7 separate regions of the Mus musculus genome follow, and all the other regions are linked to region 2. Evidence: chromatin contacts called from public Hi-C, HiChIP or PLAC-seq and promoter capture Hi-C data. All regions are on one chromosome and are shown on one strand. The core of a region is the stretch at or near the end of the contact, and the rest is flanking DNA. Distances in the headings are between cores, read along the strand shown. Region 1 has its middle 93 kb from the start of 6330420H09Rik. Region 2 holds the start of Ebf3 (early B cell factor 3). Region 3 holds the start of Jakmip3 (janus kinase and microtubule interacting protein 3). Region 4 holds the start of Lrrc27 (leucine rich repeat containing 27). Region 5 has its middle 9.8 kb from the start of Bnip3. Region 6 holds the start of Mki67 (antigen identified by monoclonal antibody Ki 67). Region 7 holds the start of 5830432E09Rik (RIKEN cDNA 5830432E09 gene).

What was found. Promoter capture Hi-C pulls out the DNA fragments that hold promoters and counts their contacts. Hi-C and Micro-C count contacts between places; a contact is called where the count stands out from the background. HiChIP or PLAC-seq counts read pairs in DNA pulled down with a chosen protein or histone mark.
Region 1: a contact with region 2 is called in a Hi-C map of myocytes, with 2.1 times the contacts expected there. The contact joins the enhancer-like site here to the promoter of Ebf3 in region 2. A contact is called at or near these places in 6 of 39 promoter capture datasets (the 3T3-L1 cell line, embryonic stem cells, hippocampal neurons and 3 more), 3 of 484 Hi-C or Micro-C datasets (cerebellar granule neurons, muscle stem cells and myocytes) and 3 of 115 datasets of contacts at active chromatin or transcription factors (bone marrow-derived dendritic cells, craniofacial prominence and stem cell-derived neural progenitor cells).
Region 3: an H3K27ac HiChIP or PLAC-seq map of embryonic stem cells shows a contact between it and region 2, with 11 times the contacts expected there. The contact joins the promoter of Jakmip3 here to the promoter of Ebf3 in region 2. A contact is called at or near these places in 2 of 39 promoter capture datasets (embryonic stem cells and pre-B cells), 2 of 484 Hi-C or Micro-C datasets (both in embryonic stem cells) and 3 of 115 datasets of contacts at active chromatin or transcription factors (all in embryonic stem cells).
Region 4: a contact with region 2 is called in a promoter capture Hi-C map of pre-B cells, with 2.1 times the contacts expected there. The contact joins the promoter of Lrrc27 here to the promoter of Ebf3 in region 2.
Region 5: a contact with region 2 is called in a promoter capture Hi-C map of pre-B cells, with 5 times the contacts expected there. The contact joins the enhancer-like site here to the promoter of Ebf3 in region 2. A contact is called at or near these places in 2 of 39 promoter capture datasets (embryonic stem cells and pre-B cells), 5 of 484 Hi-C or Micro-C datasets (the AML12 cell line, embryonic stem cells and pro-B cells) and 4 of 115 datasets of contacts at active chromatin or transcription factors (embryonic stem cells, large pre-B cells, microglia and 1 more).
Region 6: a promoter capture Hi-C map of embryonic stem cells shows a contact between it and region 2, with 4 times the contacts expected there. The contact joins the promoter of Mki67 here to the promoter of Ebf3 in region 2. A contact is called at or near these places in 10 of 39 promoter capture datasets (the 3T3-L1 cell line, cranial neural crest, embryonic stem cells and 6 more), 2 of 484 Hi-C or Micro-C datasets (both in embryonic stem cells) and 6 of 115 datasets of contacts at active chromatin or transcription factors (embryonic hindbrain, embryonic stem cells, large pre-B cells and 1 more).
Region 7: a contact with region 2 is called in a promoter capture Hi-C map of pre-B cells, with 4 times the contacts expected there. The contact joins the promoter of 5830432E09Rik here to the promoter of Ebf3 in region 2. A contact is called at or near these places in 2 of 39 promoter capture datasets (liver and pre-B cells) and 3 of 115 datasets of contacts at active chromatin or transcription factors (embryonic forebrain, large pre-B cells and stem cell-derived neural progenitor cells).

What each region holds. Positions count from the first base shown.
Region 1 is chr7:135,944,672-135,948,870 of GRCm38.p6, reverse strand. No RefSeq gene overlaps it. Among named protein-coding and RNA genes, the nearest start is that of 6330420H09Rik, 93 kb to the right of the region's middle. Within about 2 kb of position 2,595, at least 4 of the 459 cell types and tissues checked have an H3K27ac peak or open chromatin away from gene starts, as enhancers often do. A contact at or near this core is called in myocytes, where this site is marked.
Region 2 is chr7:137,312,691-137,316,979 of GRCm38.p6, reverse strand. It overlaps Ebf3 (early B cell factor 3), which reads left to right and starts at 2,535. Exons shown (of 16, transcript NM_001113414.1): 1 at 2,535-3,200; 2 at 3,306-3,462; 3 at 3,824-3,887. The coding sequence starts at 3,067.
Region 3 is chr7:138,938,221-138,942,529 of GRCm38.p6, reverse strand. Jakmip3 (janus kinase and microtubule interacting protein 3) reads right to left here and starts at 1,800. Exons shown (of 20, transcript NM_028708.2): 1 at 1,730-1,800.
Region 4 is chr7:139,211,385-139,215,296 of GRCm38.p6, reverse strand. It overlaps Lrrc27 (leucine rich repeat containing 27), which reads right to left and starts at 2,309. Exons shown (of 11, transcript NM_027164.1): 1 at 2,030-2,309; 2 at 338-622. The coding sequence starts at 574. It also overlaps a transcript of Stk32c not described here.
Region 5 is chr7:138,917,210-138,921,474 of GRCm38.p6, reverse strand. No RefSeq gene overlaps it. Among named protein-coding and RNA genes, the nearest start is that of Bnip3, 9.8 kb to the right of the region's middle. Within about 2 kb of position 1,779, at least 284 of the 459 cell types and tissues checked have an H3K27ac peak or open chromatin away from gene starts, as enhancers often do. A contact at or near this core is called in the AML12 cell line, embryonic stem cells, microglia and 2 more, where this site is marked.
Region 6 is chr7:135,714,991-135,718,834 of GRCm38.p6, reverse strand. Mki67 (antigen identified by monoclonal antibody Ki 67) reads left to right here and starts at 2,456. Exons shown (of 14, transcript NM_001081117.2): 1 at 2,456-2,787. The coding sequence starts at 2,696.
Region 7 is chr7:135,649,603-135,653,676 of GRCm38.p6, reverse strand. It overlaps 5830432E09Rik (RIKEN cDNA 5830432E09 gene), which reads left to right and starts at 1,363. Exons shown (of 3, transcript NR_015548.1): 1 at 1,363-1,887; 2 at 2,667-2,833. It overlaps Ptpre (protein tyrosine phosphatase, receptor type, E), which reads right to left. Exons shown (of 21, transcript NM_011212.3): 4 at 1,831-1,924; 5 at 1,514-1,587.

The sequences.
Region 1 (4,199 bases), core at 1,346-3,845, 1.4 Mb after region 2:
AAGTCTACAAGCCTATTGTGCAACCAAAATCTTTATTTCTTTTTATTCTTTTAAGAACAGAATACAGAAAACATTTACTGTATAAGACATAGGAAGATATACACACACAAAAGGTTATATTGGGTATGTTGTTATTTCATGTTTTAAAATGACCTTAGTTGATGTTGTGTCTTGGAATCTCTTCAGGGACCTATGTTCCCCACTATCTGGATTTCACATTCCAGTGCAGTCCCTCACCTGACCCAGGACTGTAGGTGAGGCTTGAGACTTGCTCCTGACCAATCGAGGTTAGAGAAGCAAAGCCTTTTCCTCTTGAAAATGAAGGCCTTGTGTGGACCGCACAGCTCCCTCACTAGGAGATGTTCCCTTCCTGGTTTTGAGTAAGCAAGCTAGATGCTGGGCTACCTCATGGAGAAAAGTGTGAGTCAGGGACCTAGCCTCTAGCCCATAACCAAAGGGAAACTAGGCACCCAGTCCTATAGCTGCAGGGACACAACATTACCCACAAATACATGCTCCCGGGACAGAATCATCCCAGCTAGGCCTTCAGGTGAAAGCATGACTCTGGCACTAATAACACTGAGATTAAGGTTTGCAATAGACACAATTAAGCTGTGCCCAGCCCCCAAGTGACAGAAACTAATATGACAGAAACTGTGCCAAACTATGCAACTCAGTGATTGTCCTGTTTCACCAACCAGTTGATAATGTGCATGCTATTGGCCAAATGTGCCTGCTCTCCAGTGACAGACAACTACTTCACTGCTCCTATCCCTGAGTTCCACCCTAGTCCTTTGGTCCCTCTAACTGTGGCAGACTAAGCCTTACTATTTATGCAACCCTCTAGACTCAGACTGAGTCTGACACTGGTAAGGCTACACACTGTGTGGTGCCCTGTCTGATGAGAATGGTTTCCAGCAATATCTCCCTTCTCTGCAGTTGTCTGTCTATTTAACCACACTGCTACTATACAGGGGACTTCTATGTTTGGGGACACCTCTTCACACACTTCCATCACAGATCCTGTGTGGATTCCATGAGATTTGGGAAATGGCCATCACTGTTCTCATTTTTGACATGAGGGAATTAGCATCTAGGGACTTGCAGGAACCAGAGCTAATCAGTGTCTGGACCAAGAACTTCAGGCTACCTCTCCCCTCCCTGTGATCTGCTTGATTCCCCTTAGTGAGATAGTTTCTGGGAAGCCCAGCTCTGCATAAGCCTTGAGGCTGAAGAAGTTGTCAGTCAGGGACTAAATTGATCATCTGCTCTGTGTCCTCATAAGCACTCTGCACCCCAATCTATGCCTAAGGAGGGAGAGCAGCCAGGGTGTATCAGTTGGCCTCTTTACCCTCTAGCGTCCTATGTAGGTCATCCAATGAGGGGTACTTGCAGGAGAACTAGGGGACCAGAAAGGTTAGAGTGTATGTTTCATGCCTCCACTAGAGGTCTCAGGATGATTTTCCTCCCTGTACCGATAGCCGCAGCTTCACCCAGGCAGCCATATCCAGGATCAGGAGCCACTATCCTGAGCTAATTTAAGCTTATGCAAGTTGTAACCAAAACTTTCAGATCTCCCACTTCCAGATGTGTCAAGCTCAACATCCCCCAAATCTCCTGTATCCTACCAAGCTCTAGATACACAAAAACTCTGCTGGGCCAAACTTGGGGCCCAGCACCCATCCTGACAGCTCTGGAGGCCCACAATGCTGGTCTGGAAACAGCAAGAATCACTTCTTGGGAAGTCTTGGTTGCCATTGAGAGCATCTACCGCCTGCCCTCGTCCAGTCACCATCCATGGTTCTGAAGCTTGGTGCCATCCACCTCCAATACATCTGCATCTTCTCCCAAGAGAACCACAAAATATCAAAGTGGCCTCATGATCTGGTTGTACACGAGGGGCCATCTGCTTCACTCTTACTCTTGGATGACTAACACTGTATCAGTCATGATGATCTGCCTAAGCCCCCTCGTGTAGCTCCCACCCATCCCAGGAAGCAAGTGTAATCTCCACGAAGAACTAGTTGCACAATGATGGCAAAGCAGTATTGAGAATATCGTTAAAGTCAATGGCCCAGTCCATTAGCAGTTTAAACACATCTTACACTCACGTGATGATAGTCAGTGGAATTCTGGTGATGTAGGACAAGTGAGAGCATCTATAAAGTCAGCTAGTACTGCCTCACTTAGCCCCTCTACTGTAACCCGCAAGCTGGGCTGTACCACACAGGTGTCTATATGGATGAACTCCAACAACATGCCACAGCAGGCCACAGCAGCCAAGCCCCGAGCTTGGGCAAGTTCCCCACATATACAGCAGAGATTTTTAAATAAACCCAAGTAGAGTCAACAAATACAGTGATTCCCGCTGCTCTGCGGAGACACCTGTTCTTTCCAGCACAGCTTAGCAAGCCAAGTGCAGATTCTCAGCCAGCATAGGAAGGGATTGAAACTTGACACAATGGATTTACATTTGCTTGGCTCCATCATGAGGCCAAACAGAATCTGACTGGAGGCCCTGTGGTCTCTGGTCCCGGTGGGTTGTGGGGACACAGCCTTACTCACTGAAATTGGCAGGAAAAATGGCAGGCATGAGGACGTGACACCACTGAGTTACTCAGAGAGAGATGAATCACTCCAGATGGTGGAGAATGGCTTTGAGTCTTGACAAATGTGCCTGTTCTTAGAAAGCAATACTCTCTTCCTGTGGTTCCTGACAGTCACAGGCAAGCCTAGAGGGTGCTGACTTCATTCCTCCTAACCTGGATACCATCCTTCCATGATTTCATGACCCACCCCTCAAGAAGGGTGCTGCAGACCCATCCCTCAAGAAGGGGTGTTTCATTCATTTTGAGAAATAGTAAAAGTTCCAGCCCAAACTGAGTATATCAAGCACTGCCAGTTCAAGAATTCCTCACTTTCATGGATTAAAGTACTGCCTTTTCAAGACTAGACTTGGTTCATTACAGCTTACGTTACCCTTAGATGTGTGTGCTGGTTGGTTTGAGCAGACAGTTAACACAATGTAGAATTGCCTGAGAAGGGAGTCTTAACTGAAAGTCTGCCTAGATCAGATTAGTCTGTGAGCATGTCTACAGGAAATTCTTTTGATTGTTAATTGACCCTGCCCTAGAGTGTGAGCAGGCTCAGAAGCGCATAGCCTTGACATCTAAATCTGCCATCTTTGACTCCTTGTCTCCTTCCATTTAACCTTGACACCCTACCCACACCCCCACCCCCAGATGACCCTTAGTGATGCTCTGGTGAACACCTCATCTGGTGACCACACATAGGCACCTTAGCATCTTCCCAGGATTGCTACATTTGAAAATTACCCATTGATGCTCTCATAAGCCATTTGAAGGTTGGCTCTTTGTCATTCCAGACCTGCTCACTTGCTACCAACAGCTTCTTTCCCTAAAGGTTGATATGAAGAAGGCCAAATGAGTTGGTCAAATGTATCCTTAGTATAATAGTTAATCTTCATTGTCAGTTTGACTGGATTTAGAATCACCATGGAGAAACATATCTGGGTTTGTCTGCATGGCCTTCTGAAAGGATTCTCCTGAGGAGGGAAGACCCACCTGAAAGTGGTGACATCTGTCTTCTGGTTGTGTGTCTGCTGTTGTGACAAACTTCCTGACAAAAAGTAACATATTTAAGGAAAGTATTTATTTGTCTTACAATTCCAAGTTTTGGTCCATTGTTTCCATGGAAGCCAAGGCAGAAACTCAAGCCGCTGGTCACATCACACCCTTAGCCAAGAGCAGAGAGCAAATGCATCCTTGCTTACTCTCTGTTTTCTTCTTTCTTATACTTCTCTGGATCCCTTTCCTAGACCAGTCACCATGGTATGAGTTCCTGTACCAAAATCAAGACAGTTTCCCACAGATGTGCCCAAAGGCTAACCTAATCTAAATAGTTTCTAATTAAGACTCTCTTCCCAAATGATTCTTGGTTGTGTCAAGCTGACAATTAAAACTAGCCAGGATGCCCTTCCATGCAATAGGGATCCCTAACTAAATAATAATGAAAGGCAGGAAAGCAAGCTGAGTACCAGCATCCATCTCTCTCTGCTTCTGGCTGTGGATGGAATATGACCAGCTGCCTCATGCTCCTGTGGTCATGGCTCTCCTCCCATGATGGACAGGCCTTTGAACCATAAATCAAAACGAACTCTTTCTTCCCTCCTTAGCTTG
Region 2 (4,289 bases), core at 1,286-3,785:
CTCTGCAGCAGGCTAGGGTGGAGACCCTTCCTGGACGGCTAGACCTTGTGCTCACAGCTCAGAGCCAGCCGTAGAGTGACAAAAAAGATAAAGTTGGTGAATGATAAAGACCGTATTTTCCACGCTTTGGGTGCGCGACCAGATGATGTAGAAAATGAGCTGAAATGGATTCAGCCCCCGAGCCTGTTGTGAGACAGCTGATTCCCCCATTTCGGGCCAGATGGCTGCCGAACACAGATTTGCATTCATTTTCGCTTAATATCGTCCAAAATAGCGGGGCAGCTGCATTTGTTGTCAAAAAGGTTTAAAACCCCCTTTCTTTCTGGGGCAGGATCGTTACCTTATGTGATGGGCTTATGGAACTTTTTCTCCCCCTCTTTAGTCAACAGTATCAGATTTAGAAGGATTTGCTTTTAAACCTTCTAATTTGGTAATCAGATTTAAATCGCCTTGGCGCGTGTAATCTGAATTAAAGATACTGTAAATGATTTTAAGCATGACACTTGCCTTAGCGCAAGGACGGGCACCTCCAGCCCAGGCTGGACATTTTAGGAAGTGTGCTACAAAGCGAGCATTGTACCCCTTTCCCAACTTCATCTCTGCCTAAAAAGGCATTTAGCATATTCTGTCATTGACGCTGGCCCTGTCGCTCACCCAGTGTGAGCTCCCAAGCTTTGGAACACACAGAGACAAAGCATCTCTCAACCTCACCCTCCACCCATGGCCAACTTTATTCTGTGTTGTCTTTCCAGGAGCAAAGTGTTACCTCTTGCATGGGGGGTCTGATGTAAGTGGAAAATGCTGGGCTTATTAGGAATACAGAAATTTTCTTTTAATTTATCGTGAGGAGTTTCCATACACTTTGATTTAAGGTTATTAACATTCTATAGACAGTGGCATTTTTAATATGTGGCGATCGCTTCTAAAGACTAATCTCATTACCCTCAAATAGTCATAAAATATGATTTTATTATACTTACGTATTTAATTAGACGGCCGGCCCCGTAATGGATTTTGAGATGGGACTGGCGCAACAGCTTTGATAATTCACTTATCTTTGGCAATAGTCATTAACCCCCAACACCAGCAAAATAGATTGCTTTCCAGCACATCTTTTCTCTCACCCCTTCCAAGTAGCGTGTGGGGGGTCCCCAGATAACGTAAATCGGACTTCGATTTTCCCGATTAATTAAAATATTAACGCACACACACCACCAATTCACAAAAAAAGGAAGAGCTACCCCAGGCCCGGCGGGAAGAGGCTGCCCTGCGACACTTGCGCCCAGAAACCTTTTCTTTTTCTTCTTCTTTTAAAACCAGAAGGGCCTTATTTCTCGTGGCAGGAAAGAGCCTGGGACATCTCCAGGTCGTCCCTTGGGCCTCTGTCGCGCGTCGCACAGATCTCCTTTGGGTGGGCCGAGCGCCTGGGAACCGAATCCGGGCCTCCCGAGCTGGGCCTCCGAGCCCACGCGCTGCCGGCTCCCAGCTGCCCTCCCGGTTCCTCGAAACCAGGTCGGGAAGCCGCAGGGCGCGCGCTCACCCAGGCTGGGAGGCGCAGAGGGCAGGGTCCCTGGCGCCCGCAGTGTCTGCTCTGCTTTTCAGGCGGTTGGAGGTGGGGAGATCTGGCCACCGCACGGACCATGTAACAGGCTGGACACCAGCTCCGGGTCGCCGGAGAGGCTGAGCGCTCTTTCCGTCGGCCCAGAGAGGGCCCAGCCTTCTTTGTCACTGCCGCACCCAAGAACAGGCCAGGGACCCGAAACTCCTGTGGCCACCGGAGGGAGAGGGGGCATCTGGAGGAACCTGTCTCCGACGTGGACCCCGGCCCTGTATTCAGCAGGCTTTGCCGGGGTAGAAAGCATGGGACACCCAGCGGGGCTCAGATGTGGGCACACTGGCCCTTCAGCAGCCTTAGGTCTGCCTAGAAATCAGACTGAGCTGCGCCTCTTGCCCTGGTGGCGGCAGGGAGTGTGGATCCCTAGAAGGGGCATTAGGTACCCTCTTCTCCCAGCCCCTTGTTGTCCCTCCCTCTCCTGGAATCTCCTCCCGCGCGCCTTTCCAGCCTCTTCCTGCTGTTCTCTTTGGGACACCCCAGAGCCAGTGCTGCCCTGGTATTTATTGCATGCGTGTGGGCGACTTGGGGCGCTCCTCCTCCGACCCACGGTGTTTTGACTGTGTGGCAGGTCTTGTGGGCAGGTATAACGGGCCAAGCAGCACTTATGCACTGGCTGCGCTCGCTTCTTTGCGAGATTTATTTGAGCGGGTGGTAACTTCCTCGGCCGCGGCTGGGCTTGTGGAGCCGTGGCGCGTGGCCGGGGGCGGTGGTGGCGCTCGGTGGCGCTCGGAGGCGGCGGGGCTCGCTGGGCTCGCGGGGCTCGGGCCGGCTCGCGGCGCCGTCAGGCAGTCAGTCGGCGAGCGCGGCGGCGGCGGCGGCGAGGGGCGCGGCGAGGGGCGGCCGCTCCCATATATGGCGCAGGCGCCGCCCCCCGACGTCACCCTCTGACAGCGCCGCTCCCGGGGGCTTCGAGTTTTGGCTCCCGGGAAAGGGTCCATTCCTCGGGGAGAGAGGGCTGAGTTTTGTGCGCCTCCGTCCGCTGCGCGCGCCGCTCCAGGCCCCGCCGCGCCCCGCCTGCGCCCGGGACTGCGCCGCGGCACTCACTGCCCCGTTTATTTGTCTTTGGAGCAGGCGGGCCGCGCCAGAAGCGGGCGATCCCGCAGTGTCCTGCAGCCGCGGACGCCGCCTGGCTAGGATGACACCACGTTGAGCGCGCCTGCAAACAACAACAACAACAAGCGCCGCCGCGGCCACCGCGTCCACCGCGCCCTGCTCCTCCGAAGCGTCGCGTCGCCACCGGTGCAGCCCGCCCGCGTCCCCGGCCGTCCGCAGCGCCCGGCCGCCGGTGTATGCGGCGCCTGCCCGGGACGGGCTGAAGCCGGCGGCGGGCCGCACCGCAGGCGCCGAGCAGGGCCAGGGCGGCCAGGGCAGCCTCCTGCCGCCGAGCCCCGAGCGCCGCCGACCGCGGACGCGCTTTCGGCCGGGAGTCGCGGCCGCCGCCAGCAGTGTTCATGTTTGGGATTCAGGAGAATATTCCGCGCGGGGGGACGACCATGAAGGAGGAGCCGCTGGGCAGCGGCATGAACCCGGTGCGCTCGTGGATGCACACGGCAGGCGTGGTGGACGCCAACACGGCCGCCCAGAGGTACGTACCGGCCGCCCCCGCGCGCCTTGGCCCCGGCCCGGCCCGGCCCCCTCCTCCGGCCAGCGCCGCGCTGCTCACCGGGCCGCTGTCCCTTTCCTCCTGCAGCGGCGTGGGGCTGGCGCGGGCGCACTTCGAGAAGCAGCCTCCTTCCAACCTCCGGAAATCCAATTTCTTCCACTTCGTGCTGGCGCTCTACGACAGGCAGGGGCAGCCGGTGGAGATCGAAAGGACCGCTTTTGTGGACTTTGTGGAGAAAGAGAAAGTAAGTGTACACCGGCGATCGCACCCTCCCTCTCCAGGAGTAGGGGGCAGTTGGTGCCCGCGCATGGGGTCCGAGTGCCCCCCTCGGTGGCGGGAGCGCTCCGCCGGGCGACCCCGCCGCCACGTGCGGTCGCACAGGCCCCGCCAAGGGCCGAACAACTTCTCTGTGCCCTCGGACTCACTGGGGGCGAGGGGGAACGCTGGGCTTGCGGCAGGAAAAGTGACATCACCGCGTAGCTGCGAGCCAGGAATCCTGCCTGCAGCGTGTGAGGCCGAGGGGCCTCGGTCCTGGAGGGGGACCGAGCGCGGTGACCGCGCCAGACGCGGCCACGCTAAATGCAATTATTTATCGTTGCTTTCAGGAGCCGAACAACGAGAAAACCAACAACGGCATTCACTACAAGCTGCAGCTACTGTACAGCAATGGTGAGTACCACTGCTTGCTGACTGCCCTTTCGCCCTGAGCGCTGGCTCTCCCTTCCCTCGATGGTTTCAGGACATAAAGATTTTGAGATTAAAATGACATGGGTGTAAACACGAAATCTTCTCATGGCATAGAAGGAAAACAAAACATAAACGATCGATAAGTCGATGGCACTTCACATGATTAACCGGTGGGGCTTGAAGTAGAAAGTAAAAGGAGGATCGATAAGGGCGCCTGCAGAACAGCACTTTTAAGGGACTTTTTTCAGTTTTGCAAATTAATGTTAATTATTGGGATGAGGGTAGCTGCATAAGCCGAGCATAACTTACTGCCTGTGCACGGTTTAGAAAGGAAAGGACCTTCGAGAGTAGAAAGGAGTTTGGACTCTGTTTCTATAGGTGCAC
Region 3 (4,309 bases), core at 551-3,050, 1.6 Mb before region 2:
ACTTTGGTGCCCAAACCTCAGACCTTGAACTGGCTGGCTGACTGCCATCAGCTGCCACTAGGGTCAGGTTGTGGGTGGGAGATTCTTATGAGAAACAGGAGAGGCAGGGCAGCAAAGGCCATTAGTGACAGGTTCTCTGTTCCATCAGGACTCAGCCAACATCCACTTTCTCCTTTCCAAATCACACCGTTTACTTACCAATTTTTTTGAACAAGCTATGGTGGCTTATGTATGGCTGACGATTCTCTTTTAAGCTAAGGTTAGACCAGTGGTTATGGTATTTCCTTACAGCCACACAACTTGGTTCTGCCAGGGCAACCCCCGGGAAGGGGACACAGGTCCTCAGGCACAGAAACCACTTGGAACCGTGTGGGCTTGGCCAATGCTCTTCCTGCAGAAAACACTCTAATGTCTTCCGTGTTGGTGTGCCTCAAAGCTTGGTGAACCAGACTCCTAGCCCCACCAGTGTAGAGTGAAATACTGCAGGCTATTGCTCTAAGGGTTTAAATTCACAACCACACGTTGGCTTCCTGAGAAAAGAGGGCCAAGAGGGCCTTGTTCTCGGTGTATTAATTGGGTACCTTGGTGGAAAGAGGACCCTGGCCTTCTTCACTCCACCTACAGAGCAAGCTGGAAGTACCCACTCCCGCAACTCTGTTCTCTAGTTTGGGCCCCACAACCAAGGCCAGAGCCTTTTCTGGTGTCCTGCTGTTCTGCAGAGAGCGCCCAGATCTGAGTCACCACTGGCTTCACTGCCGGCTTAGCTGTATTTGCAGGCAGTCGGCAAAGAGGGCTCTGCACATTTCACCATCTTGTGGAGGAAGCCTGAATCTAGCTGGGAAGCAGAAGGTTTGGTTTTTTTGTTTTTTTGATTTTTGCCTTTTTAAAAACCCTAACATTTTCTTTTTTAAGTAGGCAAGGTCAAATGGATAGGCAGGTCCTTTTCCTAAGAAAAGTGCCCAGGCCAGCGTCCTCTCACCAACTCCCAAACGCAAGTAAATGGTAATTCGGTGGCCTTGCATATCCTCAGCATAGATCCCACTGCTGTGCGTTCATCCCGGAAACGGGAACACGGGAAAAATTTAAACCATCTGCCCCAAAATTAAAAATCTAAAAGGCCTGGCAGCACCATCCTGGAGGAGGTACTGTGAAGACGACGAGTCCCCAGCGGCAGCGGCAGCGGCGGCGGCGGCGCACCTGCGCGTCCACACCCAGCGCAGCGTCACCGGCAGCTCCCTAGGCCTGCGCTGGGCTGGCCCTGCTCCCGCACACCGCGGGAAACCGGTGCAGTGAAATAAATTGCCAGTGGAACGCGAGAAATCTCCCAGAGAGGCAAACACCCCAACTCGGGCAAGGCCTCCGGACCCCGGATCACCAGGGAGAGTCGAGCAAGCCCCGCCACCCTGCTCCATCCCCGTGCCATCCCGCTCCATCCCGGCGCCACCCCAAGAGTCGCTACCCTGCGCCATCCCCATACACCCTGGGCATCGCCACCCTTTTCTATTCCCGTGCTATCTCCGCCACCCTGGGCGTCACCACCTTGCTCCATTCCGGTGTCATCCCCGGCACCCCAAGCCACCTACAGCCCGCAGCGCAGGGCATCCGCCAGCCCTGAATATTCAGTGCCAGGAGCGGGTGGAGCGTAAGGAGCCCTGCAAAGCGCGTCCCTCATCCCCTCCCAGGTCAACTGTGGGATGCGTGGGATCCTGAGGATCGCACCGCTGCTCACCAAGGTTCCCCTCGATCAGGCTTCGGGCGGCGGCGTCCGACGGTCGGGCTCAGCCATCGCAGTGGCGCTGCGGCGGGCGGGGGCCGCGCGTCACCACGGGCAGCGCCCCGAACCCCGGCCCGCCCCTGCAGGCGCTCCAGCCGGCGCCGGCCCAGCGTCGCCCGCCCCTTGGCTTCCCCAGATCGTTGCGCTTATTCCTTTAAGAAATAAGTCCTGGGTCCGTTAAAGTAAGAAATGACATTGCCGAAGATGACCCTGGTGGTTTAGAGGGTCCCGCTGTGCTGTGTGGGGATCTAAAAGCCATCCAGGTTAAATGTGCCTGCGGGTCGCCCAGGGCCACGCGCCTACGAGGGACTATCCGTGGTAGGAATCACTCACCCTCATTGCGTGCTGGATGTGAGCAGCCATGAGCAGCGCCCGCGAGTTGCACGTGGGTGTCCCAACCCTTAACCCTTTGCTTCCCGGCTCCAAAAGCTGCTTTCCAGGGCTCTGTAGGGAGAGAAACGTTTTTTTCAGGCTTCAGCAAACAAATGTTATCCCGGACCCCAACATTCAGAGTTCTGTCCTCCCTGCTTCTCTTTGCCCCCTCCCCTTCTGATACTGGACATAGAACCTAGGGTCAAGAGCTCTGCCTAAAACCTGTATCTCAGCACTCTGTTCCCTCACTTTGTTTGTTTGTTTGTTTGTTTTGTCCTGTGATCGTGTGTTCTAGTTTCATTTCTACTGCTGTATTAAAGTCCAAGACGAAAAGCAACTCAGGGAACAAATAAGTATATTCCAGCATGCAATTCCAGGTTATAGTCTATCATTGTGGGAAAGTCAAGGCAGGAACTTCAAACAACTAGTTACATATATCTGCAGTCAAGAGCCGAGAGAAGCGCATGCTCTCACTTGCTTATTCGCTTGTGTTCAACTCCCATTTCTTCACTTTGGGGTTGGGGGTGTCCCTCTGCCTAGAGAATGGTACCACCCACATGGGGCTGGGTTTTCTCACATTAATTTATTACATCCTCACAGAAATGCTCACAAGACTGCCCCATGTAGACAATCTCTCAGTGAGACTCTTTTCCGAGGTGACTCTGTCTAGGTTGTGCCAAAAGACAATTAAAGGTAACTGTCACATCCAGACATTGTGGTGCGTGCCTCTAATCCAAGAACATGGGAGACTGAGCACAGAATAACAAGAAACTTCACAAAACATATAGGTATTCTGTCTGGGTGGGCCTTCACCTGACAGAGTGAGTTCTGAGGGTTGGATGACAGGATAGATAGATGCAGAGAGAGGGTGAGTACTGGAGCGAAGAGCTCCTCAGGTAGACCACCATCCGGCAGACTACATCACACAGCCAGCACGCACGCACGCACGCGCATGCGCATGTACACACACAGAGCTGCAAGTGGGTCGGGGGTGGGAGGCACGTGTCGGGTGATGGGATCTCCAAGTAACAGGTCTCTAACTGATAATACCAATGTGAGATCAGTGGACTGAAAATGAAAATCATATCCAAAATAAGGGTCTGTCCCAGTGAAGACAACTCATGGCTGGCTCCCGGAGGTACGGGTTGGGGCCACGGTACAGACCAGGTGCAGAGCTCGGGTGCTGCCATGTGTCTTTGAGCCTGTGCCAACCTCCCAGGCAGAATTGTCTGTACCCTGGCCCTACTTTGTGTGCCTCAGCCAACTTGTTTTTAGCGACCTTTCCACAAAACTACTGCAGGTGGGAGGACCAGGAGGGGAGCAGGACAACAAGTGCATTCAGAGGGATGCTGCCTGTGCCACCAGATGAAGATGTGCCCCAGAGAAATCTTCTGTTTATGACAGGGTCTAGTGTAGCCAAACTGGCCTAGAACTTAAAAGTAGCTGAGGATAATACTTAATTTTTGTTTGTTTGTTTGTTTGTTTGTTTGTTTTTCGAGGCAGGGTTTCTCTGTATAGCCCTGGCTGTACTAGAACTCACTCTGTAGACCAGGCTGGCCTCGAACTCAGAACTCTACCCGCCTCTGCCTCCCAAGTGGTGGGATTAAAGGCATGCGCCACCACTGCACCTCTGATACTCAATTTCTGACCTCCTTGCCTACACCTCTCAAGTGGTGCTGATATAAAAAAAAAAAAGAGCCAGGAGCCGCCATACCAAGCTCCTTTACTTTTAATTTGAGACAGATTTCCATGTAGCCCAGGCTGACCTTGAACTTGCTATACAACTGAGCTAACCTTGAAATCCTGGAAACAGTCATGTACTTTTATGGTTTATTAGGTGGTTTGAATACCTAAATCATAGATACATTTGAAAAATCACAAGCTCTCTCAGTTTCATTGGCTACAATGGACCAAGTTTGATTTGTTTGCTAGCAGGGCATTGCTAATGACAGGTTCATGCCAATCTTTTCTTAAAGGTTTATTTTATTAATCACATGTGTGTGTGTGTCTCATAACTACTGAGCCAGCTCTCCAGCCCCTTACATTCCCATTTTAATTAATAATAATACTCTCCAGATTTCACATAGTACTTCACACAATGATAGGGTAATGAGGAGAAGTAGTGATACAGGCTCAGGCACAGGGAACCTTAGAGAGGGTCCA
Region 4 (3,912 bases), core at 1,060-3,559, 1.9 Mb before region 2:
TTTCAAGTGTTTTCAGAGTGCCCGGGGAGTTCAGAAGAACATGTATTTTAAATCAGAGACCCAGGGTGTCTGGGCACTGATCTCCACCCGACTTTCTCATGAAGAAACACAACCCATGGTTGGCAAAGAGCTGCCCCATCCCGATACCTAGCTCTCTCTGTTGCCTGGCACCGCATCTCAATTGCTCTTTGTTGTGATCAGCCAGTGAAACGCCAGTGAACCCTCTTGCTCCTTCTAGAATTCACCTCTCTGAACAAGAGGAACAAAGGGCCAGAGCTGATTCTGCTGCTGGCTGCAGGCACGCGTGCATCCTAACCCTCCCAGCATCTGGACTTACTTGGAGGTTGGGAATTTTAAAGAACTTTCCCAAATGGCGCAGGCCTCTTTGACTCAGGTCTAAAACTGGTGAGGAAGAAAAGATGACCCCTTCAAAGTCCATTTGATCATCACCCTCTCTGGAAAAGTGATCGGGGAAGCTCTTGGTGGCGGCAGCAGCATCATCCTTGAGATCTTTAGCAGCCTTGGGGTCTTTAGCAGCCTTCTCGGCCACTGCTTGGGGGCTGGTGTCCTCCATGTGATGCGCTCCAGTGGCCACTGCTCATCCTTCTTGGTATGGAGTCACCTGGAAACAAGGGGGGTGGGGGTGGTGTGTGTGTCTTAGCAACCAGAAGTCACACGGGGGTGGGGGGGTGGGGGGAGGGGGGATGGACTCGAGTTGCTGAAAAAGCAACAGTACTATGAATTTAGCTTTAAACTTGTAAATGCTGGGACATAAGGAGGTACTGGTTATATTCTTTGCTCCTCACGCTGTACCACAAAGTTTGAAGAAGAGAATGACAATTATGATTCGAGAAGGGGGGCTCAAGTAGTCTGGGCTGGCCTCCAACTCACTGTGGTGAACTTCTAACTCCTGATCTTCCTGTATGCACCTCCAAAGTGCTTAGATGACAAGCAAACAGCCACCTGACTACAGTCTAACTGGAAGATACCAGTGGAAACAAGCATCCAGGATGAAAACACCGGGGGACTTTTCAAGTTTGCAAAACACCTGTAAGATGGGAAGAGATAAGACAGTTTCCTATTTCCACCCTGGAAATTCCTCTGCTTCTTGTATCCAAGACTCTGAAGTCAGGAAGCCAACCCCTGCCTCCCACACTGGCCCAGACCAGACCAAAGAGGTATCTAGGTGGGCACTAGGGAAAAACCTGGGCAATGACAATCTTGCATCTTAGTTCAATAATCCTGTTGCTTAGCCAGGGTATTACTTGCAAAACCATCCAAGCAAAGAGGATGGCTGAAAGATCTGCCAAATGCTGGCACACTTTCCTAGTTTCACTCTCCTTTAAGGAGCGGGTGACTTTTCAGTTAAGGAGCTGGTCTTAAAGGTGTACAATTCATGGGGAACCTAGGTCTGCGTTGGCAGGAGATATGCCACCCCCCCCCCCAAGCTGGGTAATGGGTCTCCCTAAGGTCTCCAAGCCTTTGCATAGTCTACGGCTTATTGTATTTTTTTTCTACACCTTGGAATTAGGAGGAAAGATTCTGCCTCCATCAAATTACATTGTAAGGAAAATGTGTGGACAAGAGGGAGGCAGGGGACTAGTGATGCTGTTTCCAGACTGGGCTGGTAGGGGAACTCGACTTTTGGACCTCAATCCCATCTTCCCAGGTGCGGCCACTGTAAAAGGGTAGGGGATCTAGTCATAGTTCTCTCCCACCACCGCGCCATCAAAGGCTGACGTTCACAGGACCCCCAGCAGACCAGACTCACTGCTCTGTGAGTCTGTGGCGGTCTCCTCAACCCAACCCAGCGTCTACTCCCGCCCGCCAGACTGTGACCCCGCCCCACAACCTGGTGGCCGGGTCCCATCCAGTGCAGCCGGCTAGCGGTGACTGACGTAACAGCTATCCCACCCTCCAGCCCCGTTGCTCTTCCCCGCCCACCTGCGACTCCGCCCTGACACGTCGGCTGCCCCGCCTCCGAGAGGCTCAGGCACCACCTAACAAACCAGCGAGCTGCGCGGTTTACCAGGTCGCCATGGAGACGCTGCTGCGGTACGGAGGCCGGAAGGCATCAAGTCGCAGGTCTGGCTTGGGATAGCTTCGGTGCGCGTGCGCTTACCGCCTCTTATGCTGGAGGTGGGCGACAAGGCCAGAAAGAAACTTCGAGAGGATGGGCTGGTGGATTCGGGGAGGGCTTGGGGACCCGAAGGAGGTCGAGTGATGCTTCTGCTGACCAGACCGTCTTCCAGGGCCATGGACCCTCGGGCCTCAGGCCTCTGGAACTGACCGCTGCCCTCCGCGCCTGCGCAGAAGCAGCTGCCGCAGTGCTGCGCTCTCGGCTTCCCAGGCTGGTGCCGGGTTTGCTGGCCCTTTTGTCCTGGGGCCTGGATCTGCACAGACTCTCCTAGTGTGGAAACTTGGAGGCTGTCCTTTTCCATTTAGAAACCTGCAGAGCAGGGTATTCTGGGAGGCAGGTCAACCAAGTCCATAGACCCTAAACCTTTAGAGAAAAAGGATCCCTCCCGAAAAGAGAAATTACGGGAACGTGGTAAACTGCCTTAGTATCAGATCTGGTGGGGATAGAAGGCCCGCTGCGGATTCTAGAGGATCCTGACCAATGAAGTGATATGGGTCACTCCTTTCTGGGGGCCAGAAGTTGAGATCTTAGCAATTTCCACCGTTTTTAGTGAGTAATGTGTCACACACAGAGCAACATGACACGTCATCAATTCTAAGGGAAACTATCGGAAATGAACTGGCCTGGACATTGAATTATGCCCTTAGCTAACGTGCTCAGTGATATAATCTTGCTAAACATTTTTGAAGTAGCAAAGCAGGATGGAACTGAAAGTATAAGATGGGACCAAAGTGGAAGTCTAGATCCAAAACAACAGCAAATTTTGTTTACTCAGGCCAGCAAGATGAGTTAATGCTTAGAACCTAGGTAGGGGAGAACCAATTCCACAGAGTTGTCCTGTGGTATCCCCTATATGAATGCAATAATAAATTTAAATAATAGAATAGAATTTTCAATTCATTTACTAATATATTCTTTAGGACTGAAAGTGAGATGGGAGTAAGTTGTAAGAAAATATCCCCAAACAAGAAAACAAGAAAACCTAGGAAACTCAAGAGTTGTGGGAGCCCAGTAGCCCTCTGATCAAATGTCTCCTGATGTCCCTTCAACACTGCAGAGATGGCGGCTGGCAGCTGGAATCCCCCCGAGTGTTCCATTGGTTACAGGTTGCTAAAGCTTGGGGTCAAGAGGTGCTGTGAGGAGCGTTAGGATACAGAGCAGGCAGGGCATTCCTGCCTGGCCACACAGGCCATCAGAGAGGCCCCTTTCTGGTGGCTCTCAGTGGAATGCTTGCCACGTACTCATGGGATCACCAGAATCCATTTAAAAAGTTCAGGTGCAGCAGTGTATGCCTATAATTCCTGTTCTTGGAGACAGGCAAGCGGATTCTGAGGGCTCACCGGCCAACCAGCCTCAACCACTGTGGAGCTCTAAGCCAGTGAGACCCTGTGTCAAAAAACAAAACAAACAAGTTAACAGCTCCTTAGGAACAACACCCATAGTTGACATTCAACCTCTACATATGTACATATACCCACCCACATATGTGTGCAGATATGTACACACACACATGCACACGCACACAAGTACACATGCTCCACCTTTCCTGCTACTAGGAAAATAGAATTATATCCAAAATTAGACATTAATTTATACACATTTGATTGGCAAAATGAGATGCTTGGTGTAATGGTCATGTGCTGGGAACTGGTGTCCATAGGCACCTCGGGGAGCCACTGGGTACTCCAGCCTAGCAGCATCTCAGCCCACTGCTTCATCCTACGGTTGTCTTGAGTTTTGATTTCCTTTAGAAGCCCATAAAATTGGTTTTT
Region 5 (4,265 bases), core at 530-3,029, 1.6 Mb before region 2:
TCAGTTCCAGGGGATCTGATGAAGATCCAGGGCGTCCTCCGGCGTCCTCTTCCATGTCCACTTCATGCATCTGAGGTACAGATGGACATGCATGTAGGCATAACACTTACCCATACCCATGAAAAAAAATCTTGAATATAAAACAGAGAATACATGTCTAGGCTGAGCATGATGGCACACACCTTTAATTCCAGCACCAAGGAAGTGGTGACAGGCCAATCTTTGTGAGTTCAAGGCCAACCGGATCTACATGAGTTGCAAACTAGGCGGGGCTACATAGTGAGACCCTTTCTAACATAAACAAACAAACAAACAAAACAAATACTGAGAGAAGCCAGACTGAAAAAGTTATGCTGTAGGCTCCTATCGGTGCCATTCTGGAAAAGATAAGTCTGTAGAGAAAGGAAAAAAAAAAAAGTGGTGTTACCAGGGGGTGGGATGTTGAGACAGAGGGCAGGGACTTAACACGGTAATCCATTCTGCATGAGTCAGGTCCAGAGAGCAGGCAGCAAAAGCAACATGGACCACAGGTCCACTGGTGACTCCATAGTTGTGTGGTTTAACAAAGAAAAACGCTCTGGTGAGGATCCTGATAGAGGAACTCGTGTGTACGTGTGTGTGTGTGTGTGTGTGTGTGTGTGTGTGTGTGTGTGTGTGTATGTGTATATGTATGTGTGTATGTATGTGTATGTGTGTGTGTATGTGTTTGTATGTGTGTGTATGTGTACATGTGTGTGTATGTATGTGTGTATTTATGTGTGTGTATGTGTATTTATGTGTGTGTATGTATGTGTGTGTATGTGTACATGTGTGTGTATGTGTGTGTATGTGCATGTGTGTGTGTATGTGTGTGTGTGTAGGGGGTGGTCAGGGGCATTTGGAAAATCTTTCTCCTTGATGCTTACTCTTTCTACAAAACTGAAAAGTTTGTCTTTGTAAAATAAGCATATGACAGGGCTAGGAGTGTGGTAGAGTGTAGTAACCAAGCATCAACAAAGCCCTGGTTTGATGCCCTAGCACCCCATGTACTGGGTGTGGTCACACTCTGATCCCAGTACTCAGTAGGTAGAGGTAGGAGCATCAGAAGTTCAAAGTCATCCTCCACTACGTTGTGAATTCGTGACCATTTTGGGATACAAGAGCTCCTGTCCTATTTCAAACAAACAAACAAACAAACAAACAAACAAACAAAAAGGCAATTCTTCCTGAGCCGGCACGGTGAGACATGACTGTGATCCTGGCACTCTGGAAGCTGAAGCAAGAAGACTGATTGCAAGTTCAAGATCAACTGGGTTATATATTAATACTGTCACAAACAAACAAAAAAAGTGAGACAAGAAATCAAGCAAGCAGACAAACAAACGTAAAAAGGAATGACAGAAACTTGCCTCAAGAGATCAAGGTCAATTGAAATGTTCCAGAAAGAGGAAAAAAGAGACACTTTCACTGGGGCTGGCGACTGCCTAGTGCCATCTTCTGGCTCACAGCCACCTTGTATCTACCTTTCCTCCCTATAAAAGCCCTTTCTTCCTTAAGATAGTCTCCTCCCATTTCCTCGCGCCAGGACCACCAAGTGGCGATATGGCTACGGGCATGGGTATGGGCGTGTGCCCTGAGAGGCTACACGACAGAGTGCTGTTGGGCACGTTTCGTCCTGAGACAGTTGTTGGCATGTTGGTCTCAGGCCACCTGACCTGTTACTCCACTTCTGCAATCTCTGTGAAGCAGGCCTGGAGCTATTGCCTCACCGACCGACCAAGGACAAACAACAGCGGCGGCCACAGCCCAGCGCACCCTGACGGTCCTTGGGGATACTGTCCAGCCCCAGCTCGGCTGTGCCTGACTCTCGGAGCCTGAGCTGCTTCCTGTTTTGAACGTTCTCTGGCGAGTACAGTTCAGGCTTTTATCAAAGTACACGCTGCTTTCCTTCCCCGGGGATCTCACTTTGCAGCCAACTGGGACGCTGCACAAGTACACTTGGGACCTAAAGCGTGTGCATGTTGTTTACAATTCTGAAGATTTCATCACGCCAGTTTCTAAAAATAACTTGGCGTGGCATAGGCGTCACTGTGAATTCCTGGAAAAGTGGGTGTTTTCCTAGAGGAGGGAAGGAGGCAGAACAGAGTGGTCAGTACAGCCTGATGCAGGAGGCTCCTGCCAGAAAGGCAAGGCGGAAGCCACTCAGAGGGCTCCTTGGAGCTGAACTGCCCTTCCTACCTCCACATCAGAGGCAGAACTCCTGCTAACAGCCAGCAGGGGCTGAATTCATTTCAGGTTCCCACCTCTGGTTTATTTCACTACAGAGAAATAAACATCCTCTTTATAACCCCTTCTCCCCAATGCCCCGGGACTTCTCCCAGCTGGGTCAAAGTCACATTTGTCACTTCTGCCACCTTTGGCTCATACACCCTATCTTCTTTTTGCTTGGGTCCTCACTATGTAATTATTAGGCCATGGCCAGTGTGGCCATGCAAACCCTCAGTATTATTCTGGCTCTTTATACAGGAAAAGTGCACTGTTTATCAGAGAGGGCTACTGTGAAGGTTAGTTTTATTATTTATTTATTTATTTATTTATTTATTTTTAAAAGATTTATTTATTTATTATATGTAAGTACATTGTAGCTGTCTTCAGACACTCCAGAAGAGGGAGTCAGATCTCGTTACGGATGGTTGTGAGCCACCATGTGGTTGCTGGGATTTGAACTCTGGAGCAGTCGGGTGCTCTAACCCACTGAGCCATCTCACCAGCCCTTTTTATTATTTTTAAATCACTTTTTGGTGTGTCTATGTCTATGTAAGCGTGTGCCATATGGGTGCAGGGTCCTCTTGGATTAGAGTTGTAGGTGATTTATGATCTATCTGATCTGGTCCTGGGAACCAAACTGGAGTCCTCAGTAAGAGCAGCAAGTTTTTAAATTGCTGAGCCATTTCTCCAGGGCCCCCTTCCTTAAAAAGTTTTATTTTATGTGCACATGGGTGTTTTGCCTGTATGCATGTACGCACATCACATATGTGTATTGCTTATGTGTTGTGGGACGTAATAAAAAATGGTATCATCCCACGCAATACACAGCTGCTCTCTGTCCCCAACGGTCTTGCCACCTCTAAGCCAGCCCCAGGTTCCGGATTGCCTGCCTCAGAGCCTCTTGTACCTTCTCAGCATCCACCCCCTAGGCTAGTTATCACAAATTCCCTTAATCAGTAAATCAAAACTCTAGAAGCTTATAATTAATCAGTCAGATTTATATATCAATAAATTCTCAATTCACAAGATGCCCACACAATAATTTCAGAGCCAATTGATAATGATACAAGCTGCCCGCCTAGATTAGATGTTATCTCAAGTATTCTTTCCTTTTATGATTTTTTTTTTTTTTTTTTTTTTTTTTTTTGGTTTTTCGAGACAGGGTTTCTCTTTAGCCCTGGCTGTCCTGGAACTCACTTTGTAGACCAGGCTGGCCTCGAACTCAGAAATAATCTGCCTGCCTCTGCCTCCCGAGTGCTGGGATTAAAGGCATGAGCCACCATGCCCGGCCCTTTTATGATATTTTAAAGCCACACAGAATCTGGATTGTCTTTCTCTTTCTCCATCTTCCTTCCTTCTCCTCTCTGTCCGCTCTCTTCCATCTCTAAAAATCCTCACCCGTCTTCCTTCTCCACTGCCCAGTCACAGGCTTCTTGTTGTATTACTACTTAAATTCATTGGGGGAAAATTCTGCTACACTTATGGAGGCTAGAAGAGGGCATTGGATCTTTTGGAACTGGAGTTACAGGTGGCTGCGAGCTGCCCCTGGGTACTGAACCCAGATCCTAGAAGATATAGTCTAGTGTTCTTAACTTCTGAGTCACCTCTCCAGCCACAATGGTTAATCTTACTTGTCAACTTGACACAATCTATAATCATCTGAGACCAGAGTCTCAGTGAGGAATTTGCTAGGTGGGGCTCGGCTTGTGGGGATGTCTGTGAGGGACTATCTTAAGTGCCTTAGTTGGTGTGGGAAGCCCCAGCCTGAAGGTGCAAAGCATAGTTTCTTGGTTGGGAGCCTGTATTAGTCAGGGTTCTCTAGAGTCACAGAACTTATGGACAGTCTCTAGATAGTAAAGGAATTTATTGATGACTTACAGTCGGCAGCCCAATTCCCAACAATGATTCAGTCCCAGCTGTGAATGGAAGTCCAAGGATCTAGCAGTTACTCAGTCTCATGCAGCAAGCAGGCGAAGGAGCAAGAGCTCGAGCTAGACTCCCTTCTTCCAATGTCCTTA
Region 6 (3,844 bases), core at 1,207-3,706, 1.6 Mb after region 2:
TCTTTGCCCTCCAGGCCCGCTTTCTTTGGTAATGTTGCTGAAAATGACATCCTGAAACTTCAGGATGAGCCAAAGTGAAGCAAAGCTAAGGAGTTAAAGGTTAGTGAGAACGCATGCTTTAACGTGAGGAACGGGAAGAGAGTAGGGGGTGTTTTTATAATGCTTAGGTAGCTTTATATGGGTGGGGGCTTCAATGACATGGACCCGATAGGCTCATATATTTGAAATGGTTCCCAGTTGGTCGAGCTGTTGGGGAAGGATTAGGAGCTGTAGCTCTCTGTTGGAGGAAGTACATCACTGGGGGTGGGCTTTGAGGTTTGAATTATCCACTCCATCCTGAGTGTGTCTCTCTTTCTCTCTCTCTCTCTTTCTCTCTCTCCCCCCTCCCTCCCTCCCTCTCTCCCCTCCCCTCCCTCTCCCTCTCTCCCCTCTCCCTCTCTCCCCTCCCCCTCCCTCTCTCCCCTACCCTTACCCCCCCCTCCCCGTTCTATGTGTCTTGCACTTGTGGATCAGATGTAAGCTCTCAGCTCTTCAGGGCCATGCCTAGCTACCTGCCTGCATGTTCCCCACTATGATAGTCATAGACTCTAACCCTCTGGAACTATGAGCCCCAAGTTAAATGTTTTTTTGTTTTGTTTTGGTTTGTTTTTTTAATTTTTTAAAATAAGTTGCCTTGGTCATGGTGTTTTCTCATGACAACGGAAAAGTAATGAAGACACTGTGGCTCTTAAAGTTACGTTCCTCAAGGCTATAATTTAAAACAAAGCATAAAGTGTAAATTTTAAGCACATTTTAAAAAACAATTAAAAATATATGAACGGAGGGCTGAAGAGATGGCATAGGGGTTATGAGGCCTCGCTGCTCTTGGAGAAAACCTAGGTCAGGCCTCATTAGCTACTTCAGGAGGCTCACAACTGCCCGCAACTCTAGTCCTGTGAGATCCAATGCTATCTACTGATATACAGAGGTACCTGTACTCATATCCACATGGTCAGACACAGACACACACATTTATATACATATTCATGATAAAGTAACAACTATATATGTGTGTGTGTATGTGTGTATGAACTGATCTGCTTTTTAAATCTCTCTCTCTCTATCTATCTATTGCTTAGGTTTCAGGATGAGAAGGCAATGCCCAAGGCCTAAAGTAGAGCTTGGATCCTGGCAGCCCTAACAAGGCAGGCTGGACCACCCATCCTCAGTAGGCTAATTAAAGAGGAGGCAACAGTGAGAAGCACAGAAAGGGGGTGTATTCATGTGGCCCCATTGTGAATAGGAGCAAAGGGGCCCAATGGCACCCTAAATATATTTTTGAAGTCCTGACCAGAGGTTTAGGTTTAGAGGCCAAGAGGTATGCTATAACTAATCAGCCTGGGTTAGGGTGGTATAACACACTCGTTCCCCAGAGTGAAATTTCATGGCTTCATACTTCAGGCTTGTCCTTGAGACCTTGAGGAGAGGGTAGACATTGGTTCTATTGCCCCAGAAGCGGAATTTTTACAACACCCTACTGGAAGAACACTGATCCAGGAACAGGAGGAGGGAGCATGAAAAAAGAGGACAGGAAAACATAGGTACTCTATATTCATCTGACTGGCACCTGGCCTCAGATAACCCCAACTGGTGCCCCAGGAGCCCTATTTTAGGATTTGCAGGTGCAGTCTTGCACAGGTTATTTTAATCGGCATTTCCCCCTGAAACAGCAAAGCATTGCAAACTTAACCGTGCCGCAGCAATAACTCTTAAGTTATGGTTTCGGAAAAACCGTGCCACTGCCTCAGTGTTCATTAAGCAGGGAGACTGTAGAATGAATTATAATGATGTCCCCCAGTTTTTAAAGGACAGTTTGAGGGATACTGAAAAGGCAGGAGAAACAACCTTAGGTTGCGTATGAGGTGTTGCAGAAACGGCAGAGGAAGGGTATAAATTTTAAAAATAGAAAGCTTCTAGCGTTGAGCAAGATGCGGCGTTGTCGGTGTTTGATTTCTGGAGAGGGAGCCTACAGGTAGCTTCCTACAGGTCGCCACGCTAGTTTTGCTGACACTGAAAAAGCTGGGACCCTCTACCCTGCCTATTAGAGCAGCAGTGGCCCGCCCACCAGCCCCACCCTGCCCGCCTTCCGGAGCTTATCTCCGCTCGGGTTCCGCTTCTCCAGCCAGCTTCTGGCCCGGCCCCGCCTACCGGCCTGGCCCCTCCCACCTTCCGGCTCCACCCCCCCCCCCCCCCCCAGGCTCGCAGCCTGGCCCCACCTCTGGACTTCCCCAATCCTCTGTCGCCCTCGCCATTGGTCTCTGGCTGGCCGCCTGGCCCAATCGCAGCACTTAGCGCCAGAATTTGAACCGCCGTTTTGGTTTGAATCGGGCGGGCTGCGGCGGGCGAGCCTTGGCGCGGAACCGCCTAGGCGGACAGTCGGGGCTGGACGGGGCGGCGGGTGGCGGGTGGCGGGCACTTGGGACGCGGGCGGCGGGAGTGCGGGTCTGGTCGGGGCGGAGCGAAGGCCGCGGGTGGCCGTGGTCGGTCCTCCGCGGCTAAGGAGCCGAGGGCTCCGACGCGGGCTGCGCCCGGTGAGCGGCGGCCAGAGCTAACTTGCGCTGACTGGACCAGCTGAGGAGCGGCCCGGCGGGGCGACTGCGAGCTTCACCGAGAGGCTTCTCCGCCCTGGTCCGCAGTCCCGACGGCCGGGCGGACCATGGCGTCCTCGGCTCACCTGGTCACCATCAAGCGGAGCGGCGATGACGGCGCACACTTCCCGCTGAGCCTCAGCTCCTGCCTGTTTGGAAGGTGAGTGCGCGCCGGGGCTGAGGTGACCCGGGGCGGCGACCCCGCGGCCCAACCCCCCTCTGCGTTTGACAGGGTTGTCCCTGTGGCTTGTTCGGAAGTCACGCTCATGCATTGGGAGCTTCCAAATGGAATCGGGATTTTACACTCGGTAGACGCGAGGCTGACGTCGGTGTCCCGCAACTTCCGCACTGTCGTTCTCAGGCAGCCGGCTGTGGCTCTGGATGTTTCGGGAAACATCAGATAGGAGAACCCTGCTCGGGTGCTCTGGGAGAGTCCCCTCTCACCCTCCCCCGTCGGTCGGATGGCAATCTTCCCTGAGGCCTTCCAGGCAGTGGCTGGTGTTGCCACTTCTGCAAACGTTGACCCTTATGGCTTTCTGCCGCGTTTGAAATGTTACTTGAGAGGATGCTTTTAAGAAAACTCGTCTTTCCTAACACCATGCAGATTGGTGACTAGGTTTTAGATTGTTTTGTTTGTCTCCCAGTAGATTAAATTCCAAGACAAGGTCTGCCTTGTTAATGGTTACATCTCTAGGGTCCCATATGGCGACTGACACTTAAGATCAATCAGTGTGTGGCACAGGATGAGTGGTAGGAAGATGGCGATCTGGCAAGAATGGTAGTTCTCAGACATTTGACAAAGTCTGGTGACAGATTTTCATGTCACCCTGGGAGAGGTGCCTGCCGTTAGTTAGTACTGCTGAGTAAGGACAGAGACATGGTGTATTTGACAGTCGAGGAAGTATCTGGTCCAGAATGTCTGTGGTCTTTTGTATCTAGTATGGATTGTGGTGATCTTTTTGCTCCGTAAAACGGGGTTCGAACATATGGTCTTTCTGCCTGGTGTTTTGAAACCCAAAACCTCTGTTTTCTTGAGAGTAAGAACTTCCTGTCAGAGTAAAGAACTTTCTATAACTTTGTTGTTGTTTAAAAGAAGAGAGTACAAATTCTTGTCACAAGTGTCATTCATTTTGATTATTCTGCAATATTACTTAAATATACTTTTAACAAGTTTAAAAAAATTTAAATCAATTTGCATTTGGTTATGTGGTATTTAT
Region 7 (4,074 bases), core at 114-2,613, 1.7 Mb after region 2:
TTCCTGTCCATCATAGACATCGTATTCTTGACCTTGCTTGCAAGCTCACCCACCACTCAGCCTTCCCTCTAGCCTATGTTCCTTCCACGCACGGCATGGCAGCTTCATGATACTAGATCCAGAGAAGAGTAATCACAGGGCTCTGGGTATACACTCAGAGCAGATGGGGGGACTGCCAGGATCTCTGTCTTGCAGCCTCCCCTTTTTGGCAATGCATAGACCCGCTTCCTTAAATCACATGCATTACAATGCAGAGAAACAAACCATCTCTGAAGCACGGGAGGAGAGGACACTACAAAGGGCTGCTGGGGACTGGCATTTCTCTCTTCACAGAGAGGGAGCTGGTTCCATAAGATCAGTAGAATAAGTCAGCTGTCACCTTTGCAAAAGGCCCTGTCCCACCTGCAGAGCTCACTGAGACACCCTTCGGCTGCAGCCAGATGAGCTGGTAGAAGCCTTTGCCTTCTTGCCCCTCCCAGCCACACTCTTCCCTCTGCACTGGCTTTTGGGATGTGCGGGGAGGCGAGAAGGGCAGGTTGCAGACTGCAGATGCACCAGACCTGTCTATGCGGATGTGCAGGTCCCCCAAGCCCTGCAATGCTACCGCTCAGCTGAGCCCTCTCTTGCCCATAGCCTTCCCATCTGTGGGGTTGTGTTAGTTCCTTTACTACCTTGGGGGAGTTCTAAAGTGTCGCTTGAGTTCTGACGGCATGCACGTTACCTCAAGGCAGGCAAAGCTCTGCAGGAAGTTAGAACAGAAAGCTGGAACCACTGCTGTGAGCCAGCGTTTTGTGTTTTAAATCGTCACTAAAAACCAGGGGCTCGGCATATATTGGGCAGGTGCTACGCCACTGAGCTGTATCCCCAGGTCCCTTGGCCATTTGAAGATGGATCTTGTTACGTCGCTCAGTCTGGCCTTGAACCTGTGTTGCTTCTGCCTCAACAAGTGCCTTCGAATACTGAGATTAGAAGCCCATGCCACCCCGACTCAGCTAGAGCCTGCACCTTTGAAACCACACAGAGAGGAGAGAAAAACAAGCTTTCATAAGCAGCGTTTACAAGTTAGGACACAGCTGGAATCTAAGTTAGGCATGTCCCCTCACTGGCACTCCTTCTCAAGAGCGATGAGCTCTGGCAGAGCAGTGCCCTTTCCAGCTTGATCCTGAGGTAGTACCGTCACATCTGAACACTCCTCACCATGAGTTAGAGCCCTATCACGGGGTGATTTCAAAGGCTTCAGTGAGAAATGTGACTTGGCAAAGCCCTGCTAAACCGACAGGATATGAGTGGTCTCTTTAAAAAAAAAAAAAAAAAAAAAAAAAACCTCACAAACTGAAATGTCTCAGACATCCGCTCTCTTGCAGGGAAAAAACGACCTCTCACACTAAGTTCCGAAACAGAGATTCTGGGTTACTAGCAAGTGACAGCGTGAGCCCAGGAGGAGCTGGAGAGAGTGGCAAGCTTGAGTGACAGCCCCATGCCTGCCCGCTGTACCAAGCCCAGTGTACAATACCTTGCTCTTCTAAGATCCCGTTAGGCATTTTCTTGTCGTTGCTGCTGACCACGGCCTTCCTCTGCTTCCGGAACCTTAAAGGCACACACAAGATGTGTTAGGTCTCAGCACCGCGGGAACCCCCAAGCCCTGAGTGTGGTGATACCCACCAGGTGAGCCGGGAAAAGTTCTTTCTGCTGCTCATGGCTGAGCTGTGTGGCAGCTCAGGCCTGGCCAGCCGCTGTCTGAGCTGTTTGGGCCCACACCCCCAGCCTCCAGCACACTCATTTCCTCATAGGAGCTGGTGAGAGCACGTCAGCGCCTGGGGACACTCCTACCTGAAGAAGTAGGCTGCAAGCAGGAACAGGAGGAGGAGCAGGGGCAGCAGCAGCCAGGTGAGCAGCGGCTGGGATGCACCAGGGTCCGGAGGGCCTGTGGGTGGGTGGGGTGGTAGAGGGCAGAGACCCCATCAGGACCTTGGGTAGGGGTAAGGACTTCCCCCATGCTACAGTTTAGAAATTATCTCCCTTCAGTTCTTTCCAGGGGACAGAGGAGTGCAATGGTGGGACTTGTTCAAGGACTCTGACGAAGGGTGACCTCCTCGTACCCCAATGTACCCTGCTCTCTCTCTCACACACTCTCTCTTTTCCTTTCCCTTTGGTTTTCAGAGGTAGGGTTTCTCTTCTCTGTATAGCCCTGGCTGTCCTGGAACTCACTCTGTAAACCAGGGTAGCCTTGAACTCAGAAATTCGCCAGCCTCTGCCTCCCAAGTGCTGGGATTAAAGGTGTGCGCCACCACTGCCCAGCCCAGCTATTTCTCTAAGCATCTTTGGCCCAGCCTCTCTCTTCAATGAGGAGGTGGAGGAAGGTGGCTTCCCCTCAGGGTACAGTTGTTGTGTCCCAACCCAGATGAATCAGGAGCACCAGGTATAAGGAAACAGCCCGGTCCCGAGGTTTGATACAGTTATTGAGGAACAGGCACACAATGGCCTGGCTTTTCAGAGCCTTGAATTCTTTGTCATAGAGACTGCTGGCTTCCTGGAACCAACTTGTGCATCCATTCTTCACACCTCCCAGGTCCACCTTCCTCAGAGAGACACATATCCCTACCCTTGCACCGTGCCTTTGGTGTCCTTGTGGTCATCAATTGACCCATTCTCTCTCAACCTATTAGGGTGCCCTCCTATCACCACAAAGCTCCCAGCCAAAAGGCCCCATCAAAAGCCTGCTTCTCCAGTGAATGAGTGTGGCTCCTGTGAACTGGTCCAGAGGAGCTATGATCTGCAGCTGGTGAGCACATGCTATCAGGAGTGAGCCGGTCTCCCATGGGAGGCCCTGGAGGTGAGTAGCTCGATTTCCATCCTCTTGAGTTCCAGAAGTGCCAAACATTGTCCCCAAGCTGAGTGTGTGTGCCAGGGTTCATGTCCTTCCTCCCATGTGCCACCCTGGTCCATAGAAACTCAGCACTCCAGGAAGGAGTTTGAAATGTCATAGTTTCCCCAGTCCTGTGCATGTATGTAATCTACAGGCTATGACCCACAGTCTGCCATCTGTGGCCCTGGCCAAGAGAAGCTGATTCCCAGCATGTCAAGGTCAGGTATATATTAGACTTAATGGCTAGGAATATCTGTCCCTCCCTCAGGGGGATACTCCAAACCTGCCCATTGCCCAGCTGGGGCCCGTTAGGAGCAGCCTGGTCCACGACTTCCACGGCTGTGGCTCCAGGGAAATGGTATACCCTAGACTAGGACCTGTATCAAAGTTTAACCTGGACTGCCGAGAGCTGCCTGGGCCTGAAGGGCAGCGCTAAGCCAATCTCAGGGAGCCCCACTGCTCAGGGTTCCCTGATTCAACTCCATCCATTTTTGGTCAAAGGCCACTAGAAAGTGTGGGCAGTCTCCTCCTTCTTCTCAGGAAATGCTCACTGTCTTTTCTGGGTGTGTCACCATGGTGACAATACCCACTTCTGCATTACCCAGAGCCCAGCCTCTGCTCTGCAGAAGCAGCTACTAAACTGGCTTGGCTACAAGGTCCACTCCATCATAGACAGAGGGACTTCGACCCCGTGAATCCTCCCCTGGGCTCTGTCAAAGTACTCGAGGGTCCAGCCTCTGTGTCCAGGTTCTCGGAGTACAAGCTGCAGTCACAGAAAAATGGGGACCCCACAAGGCATGAGTTGAGTGACACAAGGCCTACATGGATTGTCACACAGGCAGGATGGTCAGAGGGACTCATTATCCCTCAATTTGGTTTCTGTTACTTCTAATGTTCTTTGTCTAGGAAGGCAGAGGTCAGGGCCAGAACCTCGCAGGCTTCCCAAGGGTAGCAGAACACCCAGAGCCAGCTGGGTGGGACGGGACATAGGGAACCGTGGGCATGCTCTGGCTACAGTGTCAGAGCCTATGGAAGGATGGGTCCGTACTACTTCTTGCCTCAAATACTGCAAAAGAAGAAGCCCATACCTTATGAAATGTCTTTGAAATTGTGGATGCTGGTCAATAATTAGGTTTAACACAAATTTTGATAAACAATGTGGGCCAGGAAATAAATCCTGGTGCATACTAGGTAATGTCCCCTTGGTC